2 separate regions of the Bos taurus genome follow, and region 1 is linked to region 2. Evidence: chromatin contacts called from public Hi-C data. All regions are on one chromosome and are shown on one strand. The core of a region is the stretch at or near the end of the contact, and the rest is flanking DNA. Distances in the headings are between cores, read along the strand shown.

Region 1 (6,191 bases), core at 855-3,354, 43 kb after region 2:
AGAGCCCTTTTCCTATAGAAAAAATATTATAAATGATGGTTGAGACCCTAGATTAGCTCACAGAAATCTATTCAGCATAAAGTGTGGCTGAGTTAAGAACCCTGTGGATTGTCAACATTAACCAGGCTGGCAGAAAGCAAGTGATTGGAGGGAGATGTTTGTTGACAGTGAATAACCTGCCCAGTGGCTCTGATGGGCTTCCCAGGTGGTGCTAGTGCCAAAGAACCCGCCTGCCAATGTAGGAGGAAGATCCCCTGGAGGAGGGTATGGCAACCCACTCCAGTATTCTTGCCTGGAGAATCCCACAGACAGAGGAGCGTGGCAGGCTACAGTCCCTGGGGTCGCAGAGCTGGACACGACTGAAGCGACTTAGCACACAGACATGGGTCTGATGGTAATAACCCACACTATGTGGTGAACACACTAACCGATTCTGAAGCACTTTGTAATAGTGTTGGCTTTGAGCGGTGGAATTTATTCCACTCTGTGAGGAGAGAGGAGCTGAGTCCCCAGGTCAAGCCTTCCTCTTCCTCCCCACCCCCACTCCATTATTCTCCGCCTAGAGCTCAGGCTGCAGTCAATCTGCTTGCAGGCAAGGGGGTGGGGCACAGTAGGAATGTGCTTTTCTGAACGCCCTTCCCCCAAACGCAGCCTTTGGCCATTGCCAAGTGCAACTGTGAAGAAAGTAGGGAAGTTGGTAACTCAGGAAACAGTTCTTATTCCCTGAGGCCTGGGAGAAGTTCACCCTTGACCCTGGGAGTTATTATAGGTAAGGGATGTTCCTAAGTGAGGGCCTTGTCATTTGGGGGATTCAAGCCTATCCATCTATCAATTTATATTAAAGAAAAGTCATACCAACCTCAGAGTTTTCATCCCAGAAGGGACCACTTTTTGTCCCCACTCTCGTTTTTACGGATGAGCACACTGAATACCAGGCTTCCCTGGTGAAAGTGAAAGTGAAGTCGCTCAGTCGTGTCCGACTCTTTGCGACCTGTGGACTGCAGCCCACCAAGCTCCTCCGTCCATGGGATTCTCCAGGCAAGAATACTGGAGTGGGTTGCCATTTCCTTCTCCACCAGGCTTCCCTGGTGGCTCAGTGGTAAAGAATCTGCCTGCCAATGCAGGAGATGTGGGTTTGATGCCTGGGTTGGGAAGATTCCCTGGAGAAGAAATGGTAACCCACTCCAGTATCCTTGCCTGGAGAACTCTATGGACAGAGGAGCCTGGTGGGCCACAGTCCACGGGGTTGCAAAAGAATCGGAGGCGACTTAGTAACCGAACAGCAACACTGAGTACCAGAAGGGTAAATGGTGAGGAAGGTCATGCCTGGGGATGTTCTTTCATGTTTTAGAATGGTTTTCAATCCCCCTCTGTCTCACATTTTCTATTTTCCTCCTCCTTCACCTGGTACTTGTATGTTGTATCCAAGCCCCTGTTTTGTATTTTTTTCCACTGCACATGCTTGGTTGGGAGGACTGAGAACCAGGGATAAAGAGGAGGGGCCCCTTGGGGGTGACTGGTGACTTTACTTCTCTGACCTACAGCTGAAGAGAATCCCAAAGAACCAGAGCTATTCCTGGAACTGGAAGAGGAGACAGAGGGCGCTCCGGCTAGCAGTGAGTCTGGGGGGGGCCTTTGGGAAAGGACAAGGGACACAGGATGGGGCAAGGAGAGGTCAGCCATGTCAACAGCAGTAGGCCTGGGTCTAAGCCAGCCAGGACCCCAAATCTAGCACCTGGAGGTGGTGAGGGGCTCACTGGACTCTTGAGGCCTGGGCAGGAGGAAGCCCTGGGGTCCTCAGTGAGCTGGGGGGTTAGGCAGGAAAGAGTCTGAAGCCTGCAAGAGGGAGAGGGAGGGTTAAGAGATTTTATTTTTAGAGAGGGAAGATTATAAAAACAACAGGCCTGAAAGGAGAGTTCAGCATCAGAAAGGACTTCCTGACTGTGAAGGGTGTGCACCAATTAAGCTTGTTTGTTTTCCTTCCCTGGAGTTCTTTAATAGGAAGCAGGAGAGCGAGGCTGGTAGCGGGTAGGGATGGGGTGGCGGGGCTGGCAGTAGAGGGTGGGCTGGGGGAGGGGGCATGGCCTGGCTGCTGACACGACAGAGCGACCCCTAGCGGTCTGCTCAGGACACACCTCCTCTCCGTCTTCTCAGGCTTGTATTTGGCACCCAGCTCCTGCCAGGGCCGCTGCCTGGAGGCCTTTGACAAGCACCACTCATGCCACTGTAATGCCCGCTGCCCAGAGTTTGGAAACTGCTGCGAGGATTTTGAGAGCCTGTGTGGCCATGGTCAGTCTCCCGCTCCCTTTAGCATAGCCGGGGAGGCAGAGGGACTCTCTAGAGCAATGGTTCTCCAAGCGTGGCCCCTGGACCAGTAGCATGAGCATAATGTGGGAATTTATTAGAAATGGAAGCTCTAGGGCTCAGCCCGGATCCACAGAATCAGAAACTCTGGGGTGGGGCCCACCGATATGTTTTCACAAACCCTCCAGATGATCCTGATGCTTGCCAAAGTGCAAAAACCTTCCTAGTGGCAGGGGACCGTGTGGGTATTTTGTGCTAAGTGTAAGGATCCTTTAGGCTCTCAGGACTTCCCTGGGTGGCTCAGACAGTTAAGAATCTGCAGGAGCCCTGGGTTTGATCCCTGGGTTGGGAAGGTCCCCTGGAGAAGAAATGGCTACCCACTTCAGTACTCTTGCCTGGAGAATTCCACGGACAGAGGAGCCTGGTGAGCCATAGTTCAGGGGTCGCAAAGAGTTGGACTCGACTGAGGGACTAACAGGCTCTAGGCCACTGCCCTGCAGTCACTAGGGTGCCTGACTGCAGCCCCCTCCCCTGATGCTGGCTTCTGGAAGGTACCTGCGAGGGGATGTTCGCAGATAGCTACCTGCCCCCTGGCCTCCATCGAGCTCTGAGATACCCCTCCCCCAATTCCTCTCAGAGGGCTTCTCCCACAGCAGCGATGCCATAACTAAGGAAGAACTGCAGAGTGTCTCTGAGAAGATCTACAGGGCAGACACCAACAAAGCCCGGAAGGAAGACATCGTTCTCAACAGCCAAAACTGCATCTCGCCCTCAGAGACCAGAGACCAAGTAGACCGCTGCCCAGAGCCGTGAGTTCCCTGAACGCATCTTCCTGAATTTTGCCTCCTTTGGTGCCTCAGCTCTTATCTCCTAAGGCAGGTAGGATCAAAGGCAGAGGGGAAACCGGTTCTCTGGAGACAGATAAAGCCATCCTGAGGGCCTGTGGGGATCCATGTGGGAGGGTTTCTGAGGTTCCCCAGGTAGCACTAGTGCTAAAGAACCCATCTGCCAGTGCAGGAGACTTAAGGTTCTATCCCTGGGTTGGGAAGATCCTCCGGAGAAGAAGTGGCAACCCACTCCAGTATTCTTGCTTGGAGAATCCCATGGACAGAGGAGCCTGACAGGCTACAGTCCATAGGTTGCAAAGAGTCAGACATGATAGAACTTAGGATGGACAGACTGGCTGAGAATAGAACTGACCTTCCAAAAGATGAAGTAGAGAAAAGAGTGACCTCATGCATTGTCCCCAGGAGTATCTGAGGGCCCCACTCTGCCTCTGCACCCAACCCTCACATGCCTGCCCTGCATCTGGACATTCTGGAGTGTTTCTGCTCCATGTCCAGGCCTCTCACTGGGCTTCCCTCTACCTCCCCCAGGCTCTTCACATATGTCAATGAGAAGCTCTTCTCTAAGCCGACCTACTCCGCCTTCCTCAACCTCCTCAACAACTACCAGCGGGCCACGGGCCGCGGGGAGCACTTCACAGCCCAGGAGCTGGCCGAGCAGGACACCTTCCTCAGAGAGATCATGAAGACGGCCGTCATGAAGGAACTCTACGGCTTCCTCCACCAGCAGAGTGAGTGAGGCAGTGGGGCCTCCCCCCCGGCCCATGAGGGAGGTCATCCTGAGGACTCGGGGTGTGCCTGCTGGGGACGGGGGTCCATGATGGGCAGGTTAGGAGAGCAAGTGAGGATTTAGGTGGAGGCCAGTGTACACCTGGGAAGGGGCAGGGAAGGGGCCAGAGAGAGGAGCCCACAGACTCCAGCAGGAGCTGAAGAATCCTCTGCCTGGCTTGGGAGTCATCCTGTCTTTTAACCTAATCTCAGCCCCAGGGGGCTTCCCTGGTGGCTCAGATGATAAAGAGTCTGCCTGCAATGCAGGAAACGGTTCTATCCCTAGGTCGGGTAGAACCCCTGGAGAAGGGAACGGCAAACCACTCCAGTATTCTTGCCTGGAGAATCCCATGGACAGGAACCTGGTGGGCTACAGTCCATGGGGTCATATAGAGAGTGGACATGACTGAGCAGCTAACATTTTCACTTTCTTTCAGCCACCTCGTTTATCCCCCATGTGTATTTCAGTCTCAGGGTTCACTGCAGGCTGTGAGTCACCCCTGCCCCGCCGACCCCTCAGTGGACCCCAGACTCAGCACCATTTTCCAGGCACGAAGAGTCCCTGTTCATGCTCCCTTCTCAGGCACTAAGTCCAGGAAAGAGGCCGGCCCACTTCACTTTTTTTTTTTTTTTTGCTGGGGAAGCAGCAACAGAAAATCAACAAAGGTTCAGAGTAGGAAGTTTCACCGGGAAGGGTTCTGGCTGGAACGATTCCAATAGAGATACATTCGAATCAGACCAAAAATGGTTTGGGCCTCAGGGCTTCTTGGCACGGGGTGTGTTTGTTAGTGTCCTCTGAATTCCTTCCCTGAACTCCAGGCAACTGGGCCTGGCCTGGGGGCGGCTCCAGCCAGGTCGTCCCTTGCTGGCGGGGAGAGCGGGGGATGGCCTCTGCTCAGACACCGCATTCCATCTTCCGGTGGCCGGGTTAAGTTAGTAACACTGTTTTTAGGTAAAGCCAGTGACACAAGCAAACCCTACGAAGAGGGTGTGATCCTGCACTGCCCCCTGGTGTCCTCTTTGTGGTAAACACGCGAGACGATTTTGGAGGTGGAGACAGCGCTACTGCAGGCTCTTCCACTACTCACCCGGTCTTCCCTTCTCTCCCTAACCAAATCCCACTTCTCCTTAAAGTTCTAGCTCACATTCTACCTCGTTATGAAGCTGCACTCGCCGCAGCTTGTGGCAAGGGTTTGGACTCTGTCTTAAAATACCCTTGGAGCAGAGAGACTTGGTTTCACTTGTTAATGAAGCAAGTGACCCCAGGCCCTTTGACCCTTGGACCCTGTCTGAGCATTGTGCAGTGGGATCTTGGGAAACTGATGCATGGAAAGTACTCAGTGAAAAGCAGTCGTCATTCAGATTGTGAAGCTGTTCTCTGTTACATCATATATTTTTATTTTTTTAACTAATTTTTATTGAAGTATAGTTGCTTTATAATGTAGTGTTAGTTTCTACTGTACGGCAAAGTAATCAGCTATGTGGTATGTCATGTATTTTTAGTCTTGTTTTCCAACTATGTTTTAAGTCCTTGAAAGGAGGGAATATGTCTGGTACATCTTCTGTGTCCCCTCTCACAATTCTAGGCAGTAAACCGTTGGTATTTGATCACACCCTAATTCAGATCCCCAGCCCTGACCTTGCCTTTGGGTCGCACTGGCCTTTCTGACATCTCCACCTGCCTAACTGGCATCTACTCAGAGCTTAGTGTAAAGAGAACTCACAGTTCCTGCCTCTTCCTCCAGACAGACCTGCTCCTTTCTCAGTCTTCCCCATCTCATTAATAGTTCCATAATTCATCCAGTTACTTGTGCCCAAAGCCCAGGAGTTATATTTGATTCTTCTCTTTATGTCACCACTCTCCACCCCCATTTCCTCCACCAGGAATTGTTGTCGTTGTTCAGTTGCTAAGTCCTGTCCGACTATGTGATCCTATGAACTGCAGTACACCAGGCTTCTCTGTCCTTCACCATCTCCTGGAGTCTGCTCAGCTCATGCCCACTGAGCCAGTGATGCCATCCAACCATCTTATCCTCTGCTGCCTCCTTCTCCTCCTGCCTTCAACCTTTCCCAGCATCAGGGTCTTTTCCAGTGAGTCAGCTCTTCATATCAAGTGCCCAAATTATTGGGGCTTCAGCATCAGTCCTTCCAATGGATATTCAGGGTTGACTTCTTTAGGATTGACTGGTTTGATCTCCTTGCAGTCCAAGGGACTCTCAGAAATCTTCTCCAGCACACAATTTAAAGGCATCAATTCTTTGGTGCTCAGCCTTA
Region 2 (6,548 bases), core at 3,860-6,359:
CTCCTGCTCTCAATCTTTCCCAGCATCAAGGTCTTTTCTGATGAGTCAGCTCTTCACATCAGGTGACCAAAGTGTTGAAGCTTCAGCTTCAGCATCAGTGATCAGGGAGGCAGTACCAAACTGACTGAGTCTGGGCTTTGTGGTCAGACTGAGTCTGGCATTACTACTTACTAGCTATGTGACCTTGGCTATATTACTTCACCTCTCTGTTCCTCAGGGTCTTCATTGGTAAATAGTGATTGTTTTGAGGGTTAAAAGGTGATGTCTCTAAAGTAGTAAGCAGATTACCCTGCATAGAGTAAGTGCTGGAAGAGACCATCATTGGGCTAGAGCACTTTCAGGGGAGATGGGGCATCACCAACTCTATGGACATGAGTTTGCGTAAGCTCCAGGAGTTGGTGATGGAGGGAAGCCTGGCATGCTGCAGTCCATGGGGTTGCAAAGAGTCAGATATGACTGAGCTGCTGAACTGAACTGAACTGGGGCATAATGGATGGATGCAAGAGGTTATCCACTGGTTGAATCAGCCCAAATTTGAGACTGGTTTTCATTCCAATCCCAAAGAAAGGCAATGCCAAAGAATGCTCAAACTACCGCACAATTGCACTCATCTCACATGCTAGGAAAGTAATGCTCAAAATTCTCCAAGCCAGGCTTCAGCAATATGTGAACTGTGAACTTCCAGATGTTTAAGCTGGTTTTAGAAAAGGCAGAGGAACCAGAGATCAAATTGCCAACATCCGCTAGATCATCGAAAAAGCAAGAAAGTTCCAGAAAAACATCTATTTCTGCTTTATTGACTATGCCAAAGCCTTTGATTGTGAGGATCACAATAAACTGTGGAAAATTCTGAAAGAGATGGGAATACCAGACCATCTGACCTATGTCTTGAGAAACCTATATGCAGGTCAGGAAACAACAGTTAGAATTGGACATGGAACAACAGACTGGTTCCAAATAGGAAAAGGAGTCCTTCAAGGCTGTATACTGTCACCCTGCTTATTTAACTTATATGCAGAGTACATCATGAGAAATGCTGGGCTGGAAGAAGCACAAGCTGGAATCAAGATTGCCGGGAGAAATATCAATAACCTCAGATATGCAGATGACACCACCCTTATGGCAGAAAGTGAAGAGGAACTAAAAAGCCTCTTGATGAAAGTGAAGGAGGAGAGTGAAAAAGTTGGCTTAAAGCTCAACATTCAGAAAACGAAGATCATGGCATCTGGTCCCATCACTTCATGGGAAATAGATGGGGAAACAGTGGAAACAGTGTCAGACTTTATTTTTTTGGGCTTCAAAATCACTGCAGATGGTGATTGCAGCCATGAAATTAAAAGATGCTTACTCCTTGGAAGGAAAGTTATGACAACCTAGACAGCATATTAAAAGCAGAAACATTACTTTGTCAACAAAGGTCCGTCTAGTCAAGGCTATTGTTTTTCCTGTGGTCATGTGTGGATGTGACAGTTGGACAGTGAAGAAAGCTGAGCGCTGAAGAATTGATGCTTTTGAACTGGTGTTGGAGAAGACTCTTGAGAGTCCCTTGAACTGCAAGAAGATCCAACCAGTCCATCCTAAAGGAGATCAGTCTTGGGTGTTCATTGGAAGGACTGATGTTGAAGCTGAAACTCCAATACTTGGGCCACCTCTTGCAAAGAGTTGACTCATTGGAAAAGACCCTAATGCTGGGAAGGATTGGGGGCAGGAGGAGAAGGGGATGACAGAGGATGAGATGGCTGGATGGCATCACCGACTCGATGGATGTGAGTTTGAGTGAACTCTGGGAGGTGATGATGAACAGGGAGGCCTGGCATTCTGCAATTCATTGGGTCGCAAAGAGTCAGATATGACTGAGCAACTGAACTGAACTGGATGTGGGAGAAGGAAGGACCGAGGTATGAGGTGCCCTGCTTAGGCAGTGGTGGGGATCCTGGAGCAGGGAGCTGAGAGAGGCAGGGTGGGAAGAGGAGCAGCTAGGGTGGGAAGGCAGTTTTCCATTCATGTAGTGTGAAGATCCAGGAGGCCGTGGGCTCCACCAGTGTAGAGCTCAGCAGAGAGGCCTGGATGAGGACTACAGCCCAGAGCCACAGCAGACCGAGAAGCCCTCCTTATCCATCAACCCTCCTGGACTACTCCCTGGGAACCTCTGCTTTCCTCTGCTACCAGTCTGAAAACAGGGAGGCATGATTCCAGGAGGCTTGTGTCCTGGCAGAGAGCTCAGCATCGAGGTGGACGGTGTCAAGGGGCCCAGCTGCTCAGCCTCCATTATCTGTCTGTCCCACTCCCCACCTCTTGGAGCCTGTGCACCCAGGTGTCGGGGAAAGGACTCTGGATGTGGGCTTTGCCTTTGCGGGAGCTGTCAGTATATCTGAGAGGCAGGACTGCAGAGTGGTAAATAAAGCACACACAGATTTCTAAGTGCTTGGGGAGAATCACTCAATGCTCCCCATCTTAGCTGTGAGACTTTGAGCACGTCAGTTAACCTTTCCATGTCTCCATCTCCTCATCTGCAAAATGGGATAACAATAGTACCTATCAGATAGGGTTGTTGTGATGATTAAACCTGTGAATGTATAACAAATGTCAAGAACAGAGCCTGGTGCATGCTAACTATTGTTATTATTTATCTGTCCTAACATACCTTTCAGGCATCTAAAGACAGTTGGGGGAGGGTGGAGGTTGTATCGGGGCATGGCACGATTGTCCCCATGATGACTCACCATCTAGCTTAAAGTGTCTTCCTCAGACACACTCCTTTAGACCCCTGCCCCCTCCAGGCCTCAGCCTCCATCAAAAATCTACTGAGCATTCATTCCACCGACCAGTCCCAACCAGGAATCCTGAGAAGGCAACACCTGCTCAATCATTTGCCTTGGTGGGAGGTGGGGGGCCCTGTTCTTCAGAGATAAAGAAACAAGTTGGAAGGTCCCATTTGATGACTTTCTTGGATAGTGGCACCTTACCCCCCACCATACTCAGCTTCTCTTTCTGTAGCCCCCTCTCTTAGGCATGTAGTCTGGATCAGAAAATGAATATGATGTACACACAGTGCAGCATAGCTTGGGGGTTAAGTGCAGCCAGGCCACCCAGGTTCAAGCCCCAGTTCTATCACTGAATAGCTGTGTGACCTTGGCAAGTTACTTAATATCTCTGAGCCTCATCTTCACCATCTTAGGTGGTAATGACAGTAGTACTAATTCACAGGCTGGTGGCAGAGAGAAAATACCTGTGAACACCTGGAACAGTGCCAGGCACTTATAGGCTATTGTGGTCTGCTGTGAGGGATGCAAGTGTCCTGCCTTACTCACTGGCTCCTTTTCCACCTGCCTAAAGTAGTGGCAGTATGAATAGGAAATCAGAGACCCCTTTCTGATTGCAATCTCTGGAAACTCCCCTGCAGCAACTTCTAGACAGATCAATGGCACCAGCAACCTGAAATTTCAACTCACTTCCCAGCCCCACTCCCTCTCAACTCTCTTCCCCATGTGACCTCTGCCTGTTAATCCCTCCAAACTGTTCTTCCTTCTTTAAAATTACCTGCATTTGGGCGGCTGGGTTTGGGCTTGGGGCTAGAATCATCTTTAGGCTCCCCTCCCAGGTGCTCAGTGGTAAAGAATCTGCCTGCCAATGCAGGACACTCATCTTTCATCCTGGGCTGGGAAGGTCCCCTGGAGGAGGAAATGGCAAACCCCCTCCAGTGTTCTTGTCTGGAAAATCCTATGGACAGAGGAGCCTGGTGGGCTAAAGTCCATGGGGTCGCAAAGAGACGCGACTGAGGACTGAGGACGCATACCTAACCTCGTCTTCCCTGAGGGAGCATTTAAAACTCCACCAACATTTTTCAAAGTGTGAACCCAGCAGACAACTTTAGGGTATTTGTTCAAAACACAGATTTTCCATTTCATGCCAGTTAGACTGAGTCTGAATTTAAGGGGCTGGAACTTACATTTGATAAGCTCCTGGGAAGACTTTTAAAGATACATTGAAATTGAGGTTTTAATCACAATGAAAACCCACACCCACACCCCCAAGAGAATAATCATCGGTGGAAGAGCAGGGGGCATGGTACGTTAGAGATGTGTCTTCCTCTGTCCAGGCAGGCTCAGCTGCAGAGGGAAAGGGACACTGATGGGCCAAAAGAGAGTACGTTCTAGAAAGCCGGGGGCGGGGCGCGCGACTCCTTCCAAAACCCTCAATGAAGAATGGGACCAGTTTCGCCGCTGGCGCCGGGGGAATAGCTGACCCGGAGCCACTGTCTCTCCGCCGCCTCAGAAGCAGGAGAAGGGCGAAGAGGGGGCGCTGGGCCACCGACGCGGCGGTGGGAACTGAGGCCCAGGGAGGCGACGGCCCTCCACACATAGCCGGCTTGGGACTCCGGAACCGCGGGGGGGCGAGGCCTTCTAACCCCTTCTCCTCCCAGAGCTCGGCCCCGACTCCAGCCCCCACCATCCGCGAGCGCCGTCCTTCCATTCCAGCCTCAACTTCCCCACCCGTGCCGGGGGTGTGCGTGCGTGTGTAGGGCGGGGAGAAGGCGGATGGGGTGCGTGCAGAGGAGCGCTGCGGTGGGAGGCTGGGCAGCGGGATTCCCTCCGGGAAAATGGCCCAGTCCCTCCCCCAGCCTGTTCGAGACCCTGAACCGAAACAGGAGGCAGGGCGCCCCCGGCCGGGAAGCGGCCCCAGCCCGGATTTCCCTCCCGGGTGGGGCCGCAATGACTCACCCCCTTCCCCCTGCCCCCCGTTTCCTTGTTTGCGTTTCTCTTCCCGGCCGCATGGCGGCCCTACCCCGCAGCCCCTACCCCGACAGCCCCGCCGCCGCCGCCGCTGCTACCGGGCACACACTCCCGGGGCGCTACGGCGCCCGGGGTTTCTCGAGGCCAAGGTTCCCGCCAGCTCCGGGTACCCTGCGCTCCGACTCCGCCCCCTGCCGGAGCCCGCCCCCTTCCCTACCCGAGCGCCAGGCGCGTCCTCCCCGCCCCCTCCGGTCTGCCCTGGAGGGGAAGGGGGCGGGCCGCGCCGGGGGTGTGACAGCTCCCGCCCGGATCTGTGCCAGCTGCAGCCTCGCTTCAGCGCCCGGTGCCAGCTGGCTCTTTCGTTTGGGACGGAGGGGAGGCTCGGGGTTCCTTGTCGCTGGGGGCTGGGGTGACGTTGTCCCCCCACCAAGTCCCCAGTTCTCCCCCAACCCGAGAGGAGCCTTTCCACCCAGCCTGGCTGGGGCTGCCTTGGAAGCGGCTCCAGCTACGAATTGGTCGGCTCACTTCTCCTGGGACTTACAGGCCGGGGGCACACAGTGGCTCGTTGTGGGGCGGGCGGGTGCTCCCGCCACCCCTTGCCTTCTGCTAGAGCCTGCAGGGCTGTGCGAGCTTGAAGGAGGAACATGAAGGTGGGTATGATGGGGTGGGGGCAGGGGAGGAGGAGCAGAGGAGGAAGCTGACACGGTGGGGGAGTTGGGGTGGGAGACAGAGGCTTGGTCAAGGGTGAGGAGGGAGGAGAAAAGAAGGGTTTGAGCTGAAGCTGCGTTTCTCGGGGATCCAGTGAGTCCGCAGCTCCATTCTGGGAGTTGGTGGAGATCCCTGCAGGTCCATGGTCGGTGGGGTGGGGCAGAATTCCAAAGAAGGGCCTGATCTCTGGTACGCCGCCGCCGCCGCCGGCTGGAGACCCCTAAGTGCGCCAGACCGGCAGGCCCCAGTGAAGGTCTTCCTGTCCCTCCCCCGGCTCCTGGCAGGGGCGCAGCACCTCCGCCTGACCAGTACAGAGGATTCGAAGGAGGTGCTTCTGCTTGGGGCAGCCGAGCCGTGCTTTGGTCCAGCTGCCCCGGACCCAGCCTCATGGCTGTCTGCCGTCCTCTTCCCATCACAGGTGGGCTGGCCAGGTGAGGGCCGCTGGCAGGTGGGCCTGGCTGTAGAGGGCGACTCGATTCTGGGAGCACCGCCGTTGGGAGGCCTCCCGGACGTGGTGCCGGAGGGGACGCTGCTCAACATGGTGCTCAGGAGGATGTATCGGTCCCGAAGCTGCTCCTACCAGCTGCTGCTCGAACACCAGCGCCCCAGCTGCATCCAGGGGCTGCGCTGGGTGAGTCCCATCCCCTTCCCTGGCCAGGGCCAGGCCCCCCTGGGCTGGAGAGGGCCCCCGACTGGGAGGGCGAGCATGCTGCTACCAGTCCAGCTTGCTCGGCGGGCATGGGGGATACACCTGGGGTGGGCAGCAGGTCAGGCAGCCTGGCTGCAGTGTGGGTGTCTCACACAACTGCGTTGGGTATGCGGGTATGCTGGGTATGCGTGGTGCCCAAGTCCCCCTATTCAGGAATGTGGCGAAGGGGAAAAGAACTTGTCACTTCCCTGTGGCTTGAGTTAGGTGCTCGTGTGTTCTTCAGGTGGTGTGGGAGACATGTATGAAATACAGGGGTCGGGTCAAGTGCTGGGGAGGTAAGCTTGGTACTATTCTTTAAACATCACCGTGGCAGCATTCTCCTTAGTGAGGACTGAACTGCATGGAGTCTGTGTCTTGATCTGGGGTGAAGTGGTTGGCATTTGGCTTGGAGGGGCTCA

Evidence for each region. Hi-C and Micro-C count contacts between places; a contact is called where the count stands out from the background.
Region 1: a Hi-C map of liver shows a contact between it and region 2, with 2.8 times the contacts expected there. A contact is called at or near these places in 2 of 11 Hi-C or Micro-C datasets (liver and an unstated tissue).

What each region holds. Positions count from the first base shown.
Region 1 is chr5:32,569,572-32,575,762 of ARS-UCD2.0, forward strand. ENDOU (endonuclease, poly(U) specific) reads left to right here. Exons shown (of 10, transcript NM_001102090.1): 3 at 1,545-1,616; 4 at 2,155-2,289; 5 at 2,942-3,113; 6 at 3,681-3,880. Among named protein-coding and RNA genes, the nearest start is that of ENDOU, 9.4 kb to the left of the region's middle.
Region 2 is chr5:32,523,467-32,530,014 of ARS-UCD2.0, forward strand. RAPGEF3 (Rap guanine nucleotide exchange factor 3) reads left to right here and starts at 5,110. Exons shown (of 28, transcript NM_001080302.1): 1 at 5,110-5,383; 2 at 5,860-6,072. The coding sequence starts at 5,378.